Regions from separate parts of the Mus musculus genome. Here region 1 is linked to region 2. A link is a contact called in public ChIA-PET data. All regions are on one chromosome and are shown on one strand. The core of a region is the stretch at or near the end of the contact, and the rest is flanking DNA. Distances in the headings are between cores, read along the strand shown. Region 1 overlaps Uvrag (UV radiation resistance associated gene). Region 2 overlaps Gm15506 (predicted gene 15506).

What was found. ChIA-PET counts read pairs in DNA pulled down with a chosen protein or histone mark.
Region 1: an RNA polymerase II ChIA-PET map of memory CD8 T cells shows a contact between it and region 2, with 22 read pairs. The contact joins two enhancer-like sites. A contact is called at or near these places in 3 of 39 promoter capture datasets (cranial neural crest, hippocampal neurons and second pharyngeal arch cranial neural crest), 2 of 115 datasets of contacts at active chromatin or transcription factors (embryonic stem cells and memory CD8 T cells) and 1 of 9 other capture datasets (liver).

The regions. Positions count from the first base shown.
Region 1 is chr7:98,991,809-98,999,159 of GRCm38.p6, reverse strand. It overlaps Uvrag (UV radiation resistance associated gene), which reads left to right. Exons shown (of 15, transcript NM_178635.3): 9 at 7,152-7,236. Among named protein-coding and RNA genes, the nearest start is that of Gm33827, 120 kb to the right of the region's middle. Within about 2 kb of position 5,574, at least 52 of the 459 cell types and tissues checked have an H3K27ac peak or open chromatin away from gene starts, as enhancers often do. A contact at or near this core is called in memory CD8 T cells, where this site is marked.
Region 2 is chr7:98,692,923-98,699,529 of GRCm38.p6, reverse strand. It overlaps Gm15506 (predicted gene 15506), which reads left to right. Exons shown (of 1, transcript NR_144495.1): 1 at 1-6,607. Among named protein-coding and RNA genes, the nearest start is that of Gm15506, 6.7 kb to the left of the region's middle. Within about 2 kb of position 5,264, at least 143 of the 459 cell types and tissues checked have an H3K27ac peak or open chromatin away from gene starts, as enhancers often do. A contact at or near this core is called in memory CD8 T cells, where this site is marked.

The DNA of each region.
Region 1 (7,351 bases), core at 4,325-6,824, 300 kb before region 2:
AGAACTCCTAGTACTGGAAGTACTAGTTGGGGCATTGTCTCCCCCATTATATGATAGCTCCATTTAAATTACTTACACACACACACAAGCTTCAACAACAGTGGGCCTCCTATGTTTTTCAGAAGGCTCAGGCTCTGAGGCACTCTTAAGTTCTTCATGATAGACCCTAATTCATATACAAGTTTTTCTGAATTTAAGGCTTATCTGGTTTCCACTAAATAAGCTGTCCTTGCTGCAGTCTGTAGTGTGCATCTGATATGCAAACTGTGTAAACTGATAGAGTGCCCTGGGCTGTGGACCAATAGCTAGGGAAGTTTTTTCTTTTTTCCTTTTCATTGCATGACAACAGTAATGACTATTCCCCAAAGAGTACTTAGGTTTAGTAGCATTTTAATTCACAGGAAACCTGGAACAGAGGTCTTCCATTTTCTTAGTTTGTCCTTATAAAGGTATTCAGCTATTTTAGGGTTGTGTTTAGAATACCCTCAGGCTGTAAGATTCTGTTCTTTCCAAAGTATAGGATTGACAGAAAGGATGGAGATCTGGTTTTGTTGTTGTTTTGTCTTGTTTTTTGAATCCTTGTTAGAATTTAATCCTGTGGTATTCTTCCCTGGAGAAAAGACACCCTACTCACTCGCCCAAACAAAAACTCTCCAGCCCCTGTGTGTCCAGACTTCTCCAACCGGCTGTTCTCCTGTTATGTTACACTTGGCTTTCTTAGTTCATTGTAATAAGCAAAAGTAAAATCAAACATGTTTTATATGCAACTCTCATTAATTATAATAATTTCTTATCATTTTTCAAGAAGTTAGATAACTAGTGTTGCCTTTGTCTGTAGTTTGTTCTGTTTATCTTCTGGGCAGTGGAAAGTTTATTTTGTTGCCCTGGCCTGCACTTCAGGTAAAAGACAGGCGCTGTATGGTGGAGCTAGTGCTTCTGCTGGTAGTGTGAAAATGTCACAGGCATCGATCTGAAGCTGCACTTCTGAACATGGTGCGTGGGTTCCTCTTCACTGAGATCAGGAGGCTTCTTATGAAAAGTCACTTCTTACAGTTTTACCCGATGCATTCATCAGAAATAATGCAGAACTGAAAACTTAACCCTAGGTGTTTTGACTTTTTTTCTTTTTTCTTGCCGTGTTGGGGATTGAGTCCCATGCCTTGTGCATGCTAGGGCAAGTGCTTCACCACAGAGTTAGAGCCGTCCCTAGGCTGTGTTTTTAACATTTTATTGCCATGTTACAGAACCTGCTAGACTGGTTTCCTTTACATTTATTAATTCATGTCTTCAAAGTGGAATTAATGTAACGTTTTCTTTTTTAAATTTTTCTTAATAATGTAATATTATTGTGTTTGCATACATTCATGCGTGACGTAGTGCACATGTGGAGATCAGGCGACAACTTTCAGGAGTCAGTTTCAGACTTACCTTGTGATTTTCTTTAATTAAACTCAGTCTTGAGACTTGTGCAGCCAGTGCTTTTTCTAGTGGAGCCATCTTGTTAGCTCTTAATGTCTGAACTACGAAGATAGGCAAAACTGAATGTATGGACTTAAAAGGGGAGAGGCTTGGCTTATAGAATTAAAAAAGAAACCCCAGAGCTGGAGCACCGTATTGTGTGCACTGGGTATCTGAGCGTTTCCATTTGCTGTGAAGAGACACCACAGCCATGACAACTCTAATAAGGAAAACATTTAATTAGAGCTGGCTTACACTTTGAGAGGTTTAGTCCATGATTGTCATGGCAGGAAGCATGGCAACATGCAGGCAGACACGATGCTGTAAAGGGAGCTGAGAGTTCTGCATCTTGATCATCAGGCAGCAGAAGGGACTGTGAGCCACACTGGGCATAGCTTGAGCACAGGAGACCTTGAAGCCCACCCCACAGTGACAAACTTCCTGCAAGAAGGCCACACCTCTTAATAGTGCTATGGCCAAGGATTCAGACGCATGAATCTCTGAGGCCAGTCCTATTCAAACCACCACAGTTGGGTTGAATGGAAAGGAGTTCAGAATTGACTCTCTCTCTTGTGTCTGCTTCAGTGAAATGTTCCTTCACAAGTCTGCCTGTGTCTTTCACCTGTGTCCACTTCAGGAAAACATTCCTTCGAGTGCTTGCCCCAGCAAAACACCGACGTAACTGACTTTCCAAAGAACCCTTAAGTTTCCACTTCAGGCTACATATGGAGACCTTGTCTCAATGAAAAGAAGATGAAGTACAGACTTGTCTAGACTCTTGGGTGTAGCTTAGGTAATATTTTAGCCTAGATACATATAGTGGACAGTCTAAATTCAGTAGAAGCCCCAGAGTCAACGCTTTCATTCTTAGGAACTAAATGAGCGCTGTCCGCAGCTGTCAGACCAGTTGTGTAGAAGCAGAAAGCCAATTACTTCCCATCCCTGTAGTAAGGAAACTTACCAGTTCCTTAAAGGGTAGAAAGAATTCTCTTAGCACTAAGTTCTGGGGGTGGAATTTAGTGTGCAGTTTCTTATGTGCAAGATAGTGAACTTTGTAATGAAATACAGTCAATTACAGTTTTGCAAAATTCACGGCAAAAAAAAAAAAATCATATATACAAAAAACTATCTACTAGCCCATGAAAAGGGCGCCATCCTAATTCCTGGTGCAGAACAGGCAGTTTGCTGAGGAGAGAGTCTCACAGTCAAGAATACTGGGTTCTGGTCACCCGCCATTGTGTAAAACTCAGAATGATAGTTTATTGGTTTTTAACTGTAACTTTGACGGGATCTGGCCTGTGGCTAGTCTAAGACCAAATTCTCTGGGGAGAGAAAGCCTAAAGAAGCTATGTTTTGATTTTTTGATGGATATTCTTAGGCTGTTAGATTTACAGGCACCAACAGTGACGTTTAGTTGTTAAATCTACACCGCCTGCCTGTGTTCCCAGTGCACAGAGGCACAGCTCAGCAGGGTGGAATACGGACAGACATGTGCCTAGACAGGCGGACAGCTCTGGGGCGAGCTGGGAGATGCAAATCCAGCATATGTTTCTTTTCCTTCTCTCCCGGAGACCATTGATAGTAGCGATATAGACATAAGGGATAAATCCATAGTGGGGGGAACAACACAACTCTAAATGACACAGCATAGGTAAGACTATGTGGAGAAATACAGTAGAGAAAAGGGGCAGCCCAGGAAGAGATGGGTAGGCTGCTTTCAGGGTTCCTGGGAGACAGAGCCTGCTGGGATTTTTAACTTAGACTTTCCAGGTATAACCATCAGGAGCTAAGAAAAAGCTGTTGCCTGTCTGTGGGATATGTTCTTCTAGCTGGGCTGCCTTGCCTGGCCACAGCAGGAGAGGATGTACAGAGACTCGATGTGCCAGGTTGGGGGCAGGGATGGGGGAGGGTGGTACCCAGGGAGGGCCTCAACCCTCTCACAGGTGGATTGTAGGAGGGGTGACCGGGGGGGGGGGTCAGTGAGAGGGATGTAAAGTAAATAAGAATGAATGAATGAATGAATGAATGAGTGAAAGAAAAGGAAGGAAGGAAGGAAGGGGAGGAGAGAGAGAGAAAGAAAAAGAGAAAAGCAGTAGTAGGGAGGTGGCCTATGGCCCATTCCGTTCCTTCTGTTTGTTTGAAGTAACTTGTTTGGTTCCATGTAAGTATGTGCATACGTATATGTGTAAAATTCTTGGCATACTAGAAAGGTAGAGCAGAGAGGAGGGTGACTGTGGACTCTTATAACTAACTCAGAGAAAGGGTGAAAGATGGCTGAACGTAGGATGGAAACACCCTGTACTAAGACACTACCATCATAACATGCTCTCCTCAACAGTTGCGGTGGTTTTAAATAAAGTTACTGTCTCTCCACACCCCACCCCACCTGATACTCTGTAGGAAAGCTGCACTGTCAGCAGTTCCTGCTGCTTCTGCTAAGCTGGCTCTGCGGAAGGAGGCATTTTGCATACATAAATTTCTGTTGTTTCACATGAAACCTATATCAGTTGTTTATACTAATCAATTATTCTTGGGGGTGAAGTGACTTGAGGGGAAATATTTGAGGAAAAATGTTAGTATGTGAGGAAAATATGCATGGACAAGACCACCTAGAACAAATGGAATAGCTTCCCCACACACTCTCACAGGCACACACGCTTTTTAAAAATTGGAATGTTCACGTTTGACTGCCTGCACCGGCCTAGAACCCAAGAGAGAAATCTGATTTTTAGCCCAAAGAAAAGGAGACGCACTTTCCTCACACATCAGAGAACTAAGATCTCAGCCAGGTGTGCGCAGAGAGCGGGTGGGAAGCTGTGCTGCCCACCAGTGACGCCACATGGAGAGGCTGGAGCCTCTGCAGAAGAGGCTGAAAGAACTTGGCTTTTACCCATCGTTCATGGCCAGCTGTGGGCTTGCATGAAGTCATAGGAATTTTCAGGCAGGTCGCGCCGGCTTAAAAGTTCTGAATGAGCTTCTTTTGGATAGTCACAGGAAGACTGAGGACATAGCAGAAGCTGAAGGTGTGGGTCTCAAAGAGGCCATGGCTGTTCTTGCAATAACAGCATGATCCTTCTGTAATAATAGCAGCTCTATAAGCCTTCACAAGTCTAAGGGACAGAAAAACCTGGTGTTCCCAAAGGACAAATGAGAGAGTGCACAATAGAAGCTAAAAAGTGAAGCTCACATCTCTGAGTAACTGATGAACACAGAGAGAAAGCTGGTGAAAAGGAAAGTCCTTCCACGCTGCTGTGGAACTGTGTCCTCTGGCGTGATGCATCATTGCCACGTGGAATCAGAACACCTGTGATCTCCCACCCGACATACAGTCCCTCTTGGGAGGGCATAAGAGTTCAGGAGGCAGCACCTGTGTCCCAAGAGGCCCCACCTCTTCCTAAGGATAAATTCCTCTCATGATTGTTGGAGGAGGGAGCCGGTTTCCTTAGTGGTGCAGCTGCACAAAAGGTGCCCATGTTTCTGTAAGCTCAGAGGGTTCACCAGGCTAGACTTCTGTCGAATTCTTTATTTGGTCTGTCTGTTGTCCTGTGGTAAGTAGATGTTTGTTCAGGTCTCTCCAGGAAAAACTTAACATAATGATAACGTGACAGTGGACTGTTGTTTTTTCACAGTGAACACAGTGGCTTTTTATTTTTTTCAAATGTACATGGGACAGTGATATAAACCAAGAAGCTTTAAACTGTTATCTGTCACTAAGAAAGACAAAAATATAAAATTATTAAAAATCACATGCAATATGTTCTCAGCATTAAATTAAGTTAGAAATTACTGACAAAAAAATCTGGAAAATTCCAAAAAATATAAAAATTATACAACATGTATATTAGAAGCTATGGGTCAGAAAAAAGAAATACCAAGGCAAGTTAGGGAGTATTTTGAAATGAGTGAATATGAATATGAATGTTTAAAGGAATACATAAAATAACATAAAAGCATAGAAGGAAATTTGATACGTATATATTTTTTTAAAAAAGTCTCCAGTCAGTAATCTAAACTTTCTTAAGCTAGAAAAAGGAAGACAACTCATGCCCATTTTGTACAAGAAGGAAGGAAGTGGTAAAGGGCAAAGAGTTCAAAAGCAGAAAACGAGTGCAGCGTATCAGTTAAACAACAGACACTCTGTGGAAAGTTCAGTAAATGTGTAGTCTGGGGCTGGGTATGGTAGTGCATGCCTTCATCCCAGCACTCAGGAGACAGAGGCAGGAAGGACTCTGAGTTCAGGGCCACAGTGAAACCCTGTCTCGGTTATTTAATTGGTTAATTATCTTATTAGCTAGTAGCCAGATGAACCAAGTACAAAGCACGGGTTGCCAGGCCAGGAATGGTGGTGAACATCACCACTGGTCCTACGAGCAGTAAAGCCAACAGTTCCGAGGATGAAGAGCGGTGAGAGTCTACGTCTAGGGCCACTCGATCATGGGTGGTGAGTGCCAATCCAATGACATAAAACCATTAAGACAAAGAATTGGGGAGGAATATTTGGCTGCAGAAGATGAGTGGTGTTCCTTGAGTTTGGGATCTTACTCTTCCACATATTGGTCTTTATAGTTGAAAGAGAAGAAAACCTTAGGTATAAACAGCACAGGGCTAGGGGATGGGTCTGTAGCACAGCTTTTGTCTAACTCGAATGAAGTCCTTGGTTAAATTAAAAGACAAAAACTCTGAAGGTGGTGGATTTTGTGCTATAGTCCAAACTGGATCCTGGCCAACTAAGCCTGTGTTCTGTTCTTCCCTAGGTGGGTGGGGGGAGCAGAGGAGCTCAGGGCATGCTTCTTATTACATCACAGTTCATGAAACAAAATCCTTTGAAAAATACGAAACTGCGTATGTCAGGATCTTACACTATTTCTATGCCTGAGGACCTCTGCAGATGCAATCAGGCCTGGACTGTCAAACACAAGCTCTCGTTTTCTCAGAGTAGGAGGATGGAAAAGGATTTTATTATCACAAAACTGAGGGTCATACATTTCATATAGTCACAAGATTCAGGCATATGAACACAAATATTAATCATTAGCATACTAAAGCAAACACTAAGAGGAAATTAAATGCTCTGTAATAGGATTCAAGTGTGAGCCTGTGAGATAAAATGTGTGATAGCACTACAAGCCACATCTATAAAGCTGAGTTTTACACAGCCATAACTTCAGACTGTCACCATGTAAAAATGCTTGTGACATAATACGGAAAAATCCGAATGCACATTGCCTGTGCCCTGTGATTCTCACTAAAATATATACAAGCAAGATGAAGTTCATAAACCTGGTTATATGAACTGTAGCATAGCCATCCAAACGTAGGTAATTTTCCTATCCTACATTTTACATTCTCAGTAATGTTAAGTAGAGTTGTGACTGAAAATAAGTTAACCATTCTTTCAGGAGTGAAGTCTGAATTTTGAAGTCTCATAAAGGTTTCTTGGTCAGTGTCCAGAAACCTGTGTGCAAAGTGTGAGAGTCCTGCTGTTTGCCTCCTGCAGGATGCTAGACTGATGTAAGCCACGCCAGTGGCAGTTAGTTCATCTGGAAACCCTCTGTACTGATGCGCCTCGCCTGCTGGATCTGTCTAGCCCCGTCACAGGCAGGAGACTGAGCTCTGCGTGTGCACATGTGGTTGAGCATCATGTCTGTCTGCAGTATCTCATCGGGCCTTGTCTCCCTCATCTTCCCTTGTAGGAAGTGCATTTTCCACTGAGCATGGCAAGCTCCAGCTGCAGAAGGACTCCCTGAGTGAGCTGAGGAAGGAGTGTACTGCCAAAAGGTAAAAATGGCTGAGAAGAGCTTCTCTGAGCATTAAGCTTATGGGAATGCAGCATTTTAAAAGACTGCTACTAATTTAGACCCGAGTATCTCAGCACCCTGTTCACCATCTCAGC
Region 2 (6,607 bases), core at 4,015-6,514:
TCTGCCTTGTCTGATCCTGGTAATGTGGTACCGCTTGTATCACACTTCACCCCATAATAATACCTACAAACAAATCTGATGGGGGCCCTTCCAAGGACCCACTTGGGCCTAGTGCAGTTGTCAGCAGACTGTATAGGAAACACTATATTTTGTGAGCCATCCAGTTTCTTAGTACAAAAGCAGACAGAGCTCATATGGAAACATGAGTGTGGCTGCGTTCCAGTGAAACTATAAATGGATCTTGGAATTGGAATTTCATAGTTTTCATAAAATATTTTGATTTCTTCCCCCAGTCATTTTTAAATTCAAAAAAAAAATTTTTTTTAAAAATGGGGACCAGAGGCAAAGAGTGGTAAACCACATTAGCCTGTGGGCCGAAGTTTGCATGTCCCTGTCTAGTGTGCATAAAGTATGTATAGAAGAATGACAGGTGAGTGATAGTTTTCCATTAATAACACTGTCCATGCCAAGTCAGTCTGGCATCGTCTCACAACTTACTCTCTAGAAAATATGGCACATTGGAATGAGTGTGAGGCCAGGAGAACACAGGCTTGGCCACATACAGATTCACAAAATGAATTTTTTTTTCACTAAAACTTGTATTAAACAAACTACCATCTACATCATTCCTGTGGTTTATCTCAAAACCTATTTGGCAATTCTGAAAGTGATGTCATGTTGCAATGAGCAGTAAGGAAGAGAACTTCAGTCATTCCAGAAATGACTTGACCGTGGGCAGCGTTTGAATCCATTGATGTCATCACCTATTAAAGCGTGTGCTGTAGAGGTGACAAGATTCCACCACAGTATATTTTTTTGCAAGCGTATTAAAAAAACAAACAAACAAACCAATTGTATAAGTACTTTTGACCAGTGCTAGGGTGTGCCCTTTTAGATGAGTCTGTTTGTATTTACCCTAGATAGAGCTTTACTGTTGCCTTCATTGGGACTGTTTTTCCATTGCTGTGGTAGACTTTCAGGACTGAGCAGACCTTTACAAGACTAATCAGAAAGTCAGTGTTTCCCAGGATCCAGAAGTGACCAAACCCTGCAGCAGCCATCTGAAAGGAGATTCTGTGTTAATTCACTCAGCAGATGTTTACTGAATGGTACATATGCCACGCACTGTCCTCCAAGTGCAACACAGCGGTGGACAGAAGCGCTCCCAGCCTTGGATTTGGCCGTCTGACATCTGATTGTCTTCCTGTTGAACTCTGCTGTCTCGTGTGCTCACACTAACTCACTGTTAACTGCATACCTGGAGATAGAGATGACCCTTGCCATAGGCCTCTGTGCCAGAAGTCACTGTGCCTCTCCAGCTTCATTAATAACCCAAGGACTGGATGTTCCACTTAAATTTTATTATCCTTTACATAGATCCATATTGGTAGAAAAAAATATGCTGGCAGTGTTGGAAGTGTAAATTGGCAACAGCTTTCTGAAAGGCAATTTGGCACTATCTGTGGGGAGCTTTAGAAATGTTTGTGTCCCCTGATCCTCTAAGTCCACTTCTGGGAATCTGTCCTAAGGAAACAGTCTAAAATACGGGCAAAATTTATGCTTAATAATCTGAAAGTCTAACAGCAGAAATTGGTTAAATAAATTACAGTCTGACTATAATAGGCTAGTATACAGTCATGCTAATGAAGAGTATTCAACAGCTTAGTGGAAATGCTTGTGATGTTTAAAAAGATAAAAATTATATGCATAAATTTTAAAAAGTTGGGGTGTTTTGTTTTTTAAAGATTTATTTATTTAATGTGTGTGAGTGCTCTGTCTGCCTATACACCTATGTACCAGAAGAGGGCATTAGATCCCATTACAGATGGTCATGAGCCACCGTGTGGTTGCTGGGAATTGGACTCCAGATCTCTGGAAGAGCAGCCAGTGCTCCTAACAGCTGACCTATCTCTCCAGGACCCCCCACCCCTGCCAAGTTTTTTAAGTGCCTAGAAAGGATTTGTCAACTCTTGAGTTGTTGACGTTTATATATCTTTGTTTATATGTTTTTAAAATATTTTCTCTAAAATTAGTACAATTAAAATAGCATCAAAATTTAGCAGCTGAGAGATTGAGGCCCCACCACTAGTTTGGTTCATGAATAATTAACTGGCTTGGTCACATGGAGGCTGCATGGTATTGTATTGGCAGCCAAAGTGGGACAGAAAGGAAAAGGACCCATGTCCTAAAAGGTTGTGATTGAGACCTCTCAAAAAGCCAATGTGGTTATGAACACACAAGTGGCACATTTCTAGTATGTGGCCCTAGGGAGGAGAAAAGGAGACTTTCTGGAAAGTCTTTGAGCCTTCCTCAGAGCTTTAGTGCTAAGAATAGCTTTCAGTGTGCTATTGATATTAAGTCTGCTGGCACCCTTAGGACATGCAGGGAGCATGGCTTCGAGCTGTAATATTTGTTTTACATTGAGAAGACTACAAAAACATAAGACATGTAACATTGTGACTTAAAGAACTCTTGACATTCAAAAGTGTCACTTCATTGTTGTCTGGAATTACTGTACATGATTATGTTGGGGTTTTTTATGTTGTATTTTTTTAAGATTTATTTTTAATTATTTGGGGATGGGTGGTTATGTGCATATGAGTATGGGTACCTGTGGTGGGCAAGGTGTAGTGCAGAAGGGGAGGTCAGCTTCCCTGGAGCTGGAGTTGTGAAGAGGTGGTTGTGAACTGCATGCGGTGGATGCTGGGAACTGAACTCAGGTTCTTGGCAAGAGCTGCAAGCCCTCTTCACCAGTGAGCTGTCTCTTCATCCCCTATACTGTAGAGTTTTAAGTAACAACAAACTATGGAGTTAATGTCGCCCCAGAAATGAAACTAAAATGTGCATTTTGTCATTGCTTCGGTAAAATGAAAATATTTGCTGTATCACTTTAGTAAGCTTCCAAGCCCATAAATGAGTACACCACATAAACGGCCATGATTTAGAGGTCCTCGGGCTATAGATTCCGTGAACTGTACGAGTTCCTCGGTGCCTAAGTGTTATTCCTGCTGTGTCTAGAAAGAGTAAGGGTGGGGCTCAGGCTTTGCTTCTGGCTCCTCAGCTGGCCCTGGACTGAATGGTGTATCTGCACCCAGAGTACCCGTTTGTAAGGGGAAGAATACCATAGACCTTGTGCATTGTCCATTTCTCCATTCAACAAATACTCCGTGCTTATACAAGCCTGTCACTGTTCTAGACAGATATGGTAATACACAAAAAAATATGTGTGCACATCCATTTACGTGGGGGAAATGAGTCAAAAATAGAGCACCTTTATGCGACTCTTGGGCTGAATAACACGAGGCGCAGGGCAGAAAGCCTGGCATGTAGTTCAGTGCTCCATTGTCTTACAGCTCCTAGGTACTCTACACCACGGTAGAAAAGCAGCAAAAAGTGTGCCTCATTCATTACAGCATTCAGTCTCTGACTAGTTACTACCTAAGCCACTTTTATCAAGACAAATTCTTACACGTCGTGTGATTCTGACTGTACTTCTAGAGTGACAGATTAATCCAGGTGGGACCCAAGTCCCTAAAGGTGACCTTTTTTGGAGCTAGTTGTTAAGAGTCTTTATATGGAGCTAGATGGCAGGTGTTAGGTCCACAAACTCAGTGTTGTTGTCCTCTAAGCACTACCTGTACAATCATTTTAATAGTTGTCCTTTTTAAGAAAAACCACACTCTAGACACTGGAGAAGCAAGCAGTACTTAAAATGCTAGAAGAATTGACTACAGTGTTGTTATGGGAAACAAGGGTGACAAAAAGCCAGGAAAAAAAGATTTTAACATGTGCTTTGTTGATATTTTTGCTTGTTGAGATTTAGAAAGTTGAGAAATACAGAAACAGACAGAAGTTTGCCCCTGGCACTGGAGGCCTTCCTCAGCCCCATATCTGCCTCAGCTTCCTCCCTCCCAATTGTCTAACAAAGAGCCACTTACTGAATCTCTTTGGGATTGGCCTGTAGACACAGACATAGCCCTTGCCCTTGGCTACTGACTAACATTGTGGGATGAAGGAAAATGACCAACTCTGGAAGGTATACCCACTGTGGTTCTTGCCTTAGCAGACTAATCTTTCCCAGAATAAAATTATCAGTACCCAATTTTTATAATACAAAAAATAGAAAGTTGGAATTGCTACATTTAAAGTAACTGTATAAATAAGAAAATGGATGTGAGAAGGCAGAGTGCACAGTGAAATGATAATTGTTAAGCTCGTGCCATTACTAGTTCCTCTTAAGTAGTGCAGCCCCCAAGCCTTGGCCACAAGGAACTGGTTTGAAATATTACCTCCTGGAAGAAACTAGACATAGGCCTCACTTAAAGAAAGAGGTGCTGATGAGACGGCTCATCAGGTAAAGCCAAGCCTGATGACCTGAGTTCAGTCCCTGGATCCAGGGACACTCCCACGATGGAAATAAAGATCCAACTCCCACGATGTATCCTCTGACTCTATGTGTGGGCCATAGCATAAGCATGCCTCTACACACACATGGGGCTAAAAGAACCTAATAAGTAATAAAATAACCTAATAAGTAACTTCAGAATTAAAGCCCAGATTAGATGAGCAATAGGCCCGGGGAGATTGGACAACTTCTTGAGTCACACACCTGCTTGATGGCAGAGCTAGGATGATAAAGGAGCCCAAACTTAGCCAACTCAAGCCAAGCCAGGGAAGTGATTTTTGCTTTGTTCTGTTTTGTTTTTCCTATTGTGCCCTTGGTAATAATTCTCTTACTGAAATGTTTGTTACGGTACCCTGCATTGAATGTCTAATAAGAATGATCGTAGACAGTTTTTAAGGAATATGGTCATCACCCAGAACATCGTACAGATGTTTCCCACATCCCCTGGCTGTCCAGGTCCCCAGTCCTTTCACAGATGTGAATTTATGAGGACATGCTGGCATTCTGTCATCTGCCTTTTCCATAGGTCTTCCCAAGTTGTGTGTTGCATTTTTGTGGTTTTAACATTTCTCATGGACACGCCCATGAAAAATTTAAAACCTGGGTACATAAATTTTATAAAGTACCACTTATCTCTTCAGTGCTGGCTCATATTTCCATGTTAGTATTTATGACACAGTATGTGAAGTCATGAATAAGTCACATAATTTGAGCTCTTATTCCCTAAACACCAACATTGTATTTCTGCAGGTTCTAAAAATTCTTAACACTTCACTTAGAAACCCCACTATAGCTTGCCACAATGTTTCCATAGTAACAGGTTTCAAACAGAAAAACAGGAAGCCGAGAGAGGACGGGGGATGATATTATCAGAGTACATGGGGTGGTGTTGGGGCGCAGTCTGTGGAGTGAATTCTCTGCTCTAGTTAGAAGGCTCCTGAGCAGAGTGACCTGCCAGCTTACCACAGGGATTTGGGATGCTGAGTTCAATGTCTCCCTCAATCACTGTCTTGGTTTTTGAGACAGGGTCTCTCACTGATCCTGGAGGTCACTGATCGGCTCCGGGAGATTGGCTTTTGACTGTGACTGTCCTGGAGCTCATAATGTAGACCAGGCTAGCCTCAAATTCACAGAGATCTGCCTGCCTCTGCCCCTCTGAGTTCTGGAATTAAAGGTGTGTGCCACCATACCTGGCTTGCATACTATTTTAAAATTACATTTTCTCTCTCTCTCTCTCTCTCTCTCTCTCTGTCTCTCTCTTTGTGTGTGTGTGTGTGTGTGTGTACATATATTCTACAGTATGCATGTGAAGTTCAGAAGACAGTTTATGAAAGTAGGTTCTCTTCCTTCACCATATGATTCCTGGAGACCAAACACATGTTGTCAGGTCTGACAAGCACCTCTGTACCAGAGCCATCTAACTGACCCTAGACATACTATTTTTATTGTAACTATAAATATCACTTTTATAATTACACATTTATGCATAATAAACACTAAAATTACTTTTTGTTCTTTTTTAGAAAAAATACACATTTTATGACAGGAAAAGTGATCTGTCTCCAAGGAGCTGATGACTCAAGGGAAGCATGGGATACACAAATAAGTGTCTTGCACAGCAGTAAGGATGATAATGGAAATTTTACCCAGTGTGGGCGGAAGGATCAACTCTGCCTGGGAGAGCTGTTCTTTGGTAAAACGAGGTGACCTTCGCACAGGCTCATAAAGATGACTAGAGTTCTCTGGAGCTTTGTAAATGGTTAAGCACGGTATAAATGTAAGTTGGTCCTTGGCCTTCGTTATTGCTGTCGAGGCTTACCTCATATAAAGCTCTCTTTCTTGTCTCTTTCCCAGGCTCCCCAAAGCCCAGGCTCCCTGGGCCAGGAAACGGCCACAGTTAAGCGGTCACACGTCAGTGCTGTAGCAAGCGAACTGAGGCGCATCCAGAAGATGCAGACTCAGACCCAGAGGCTGTAAAATCACCTGGGAGCCGAGCCAGGAAGCCTCGGAGTGGGAAGCGCCCCTCCCCCCACCCCACCCCTCCCAGCGCCACCCTGTGGAAAGGCCTCCCTCCACCCTGATGGATGTGAGCATCTATACCTGGGGTATGGTAAAAACTAAGAACGAGTATCACACGTCAGTCTGTGATTTACCCCGGCAGGAAATGACGAGTTCCATGTCTTAGGGCCTCCAGACAGGGCG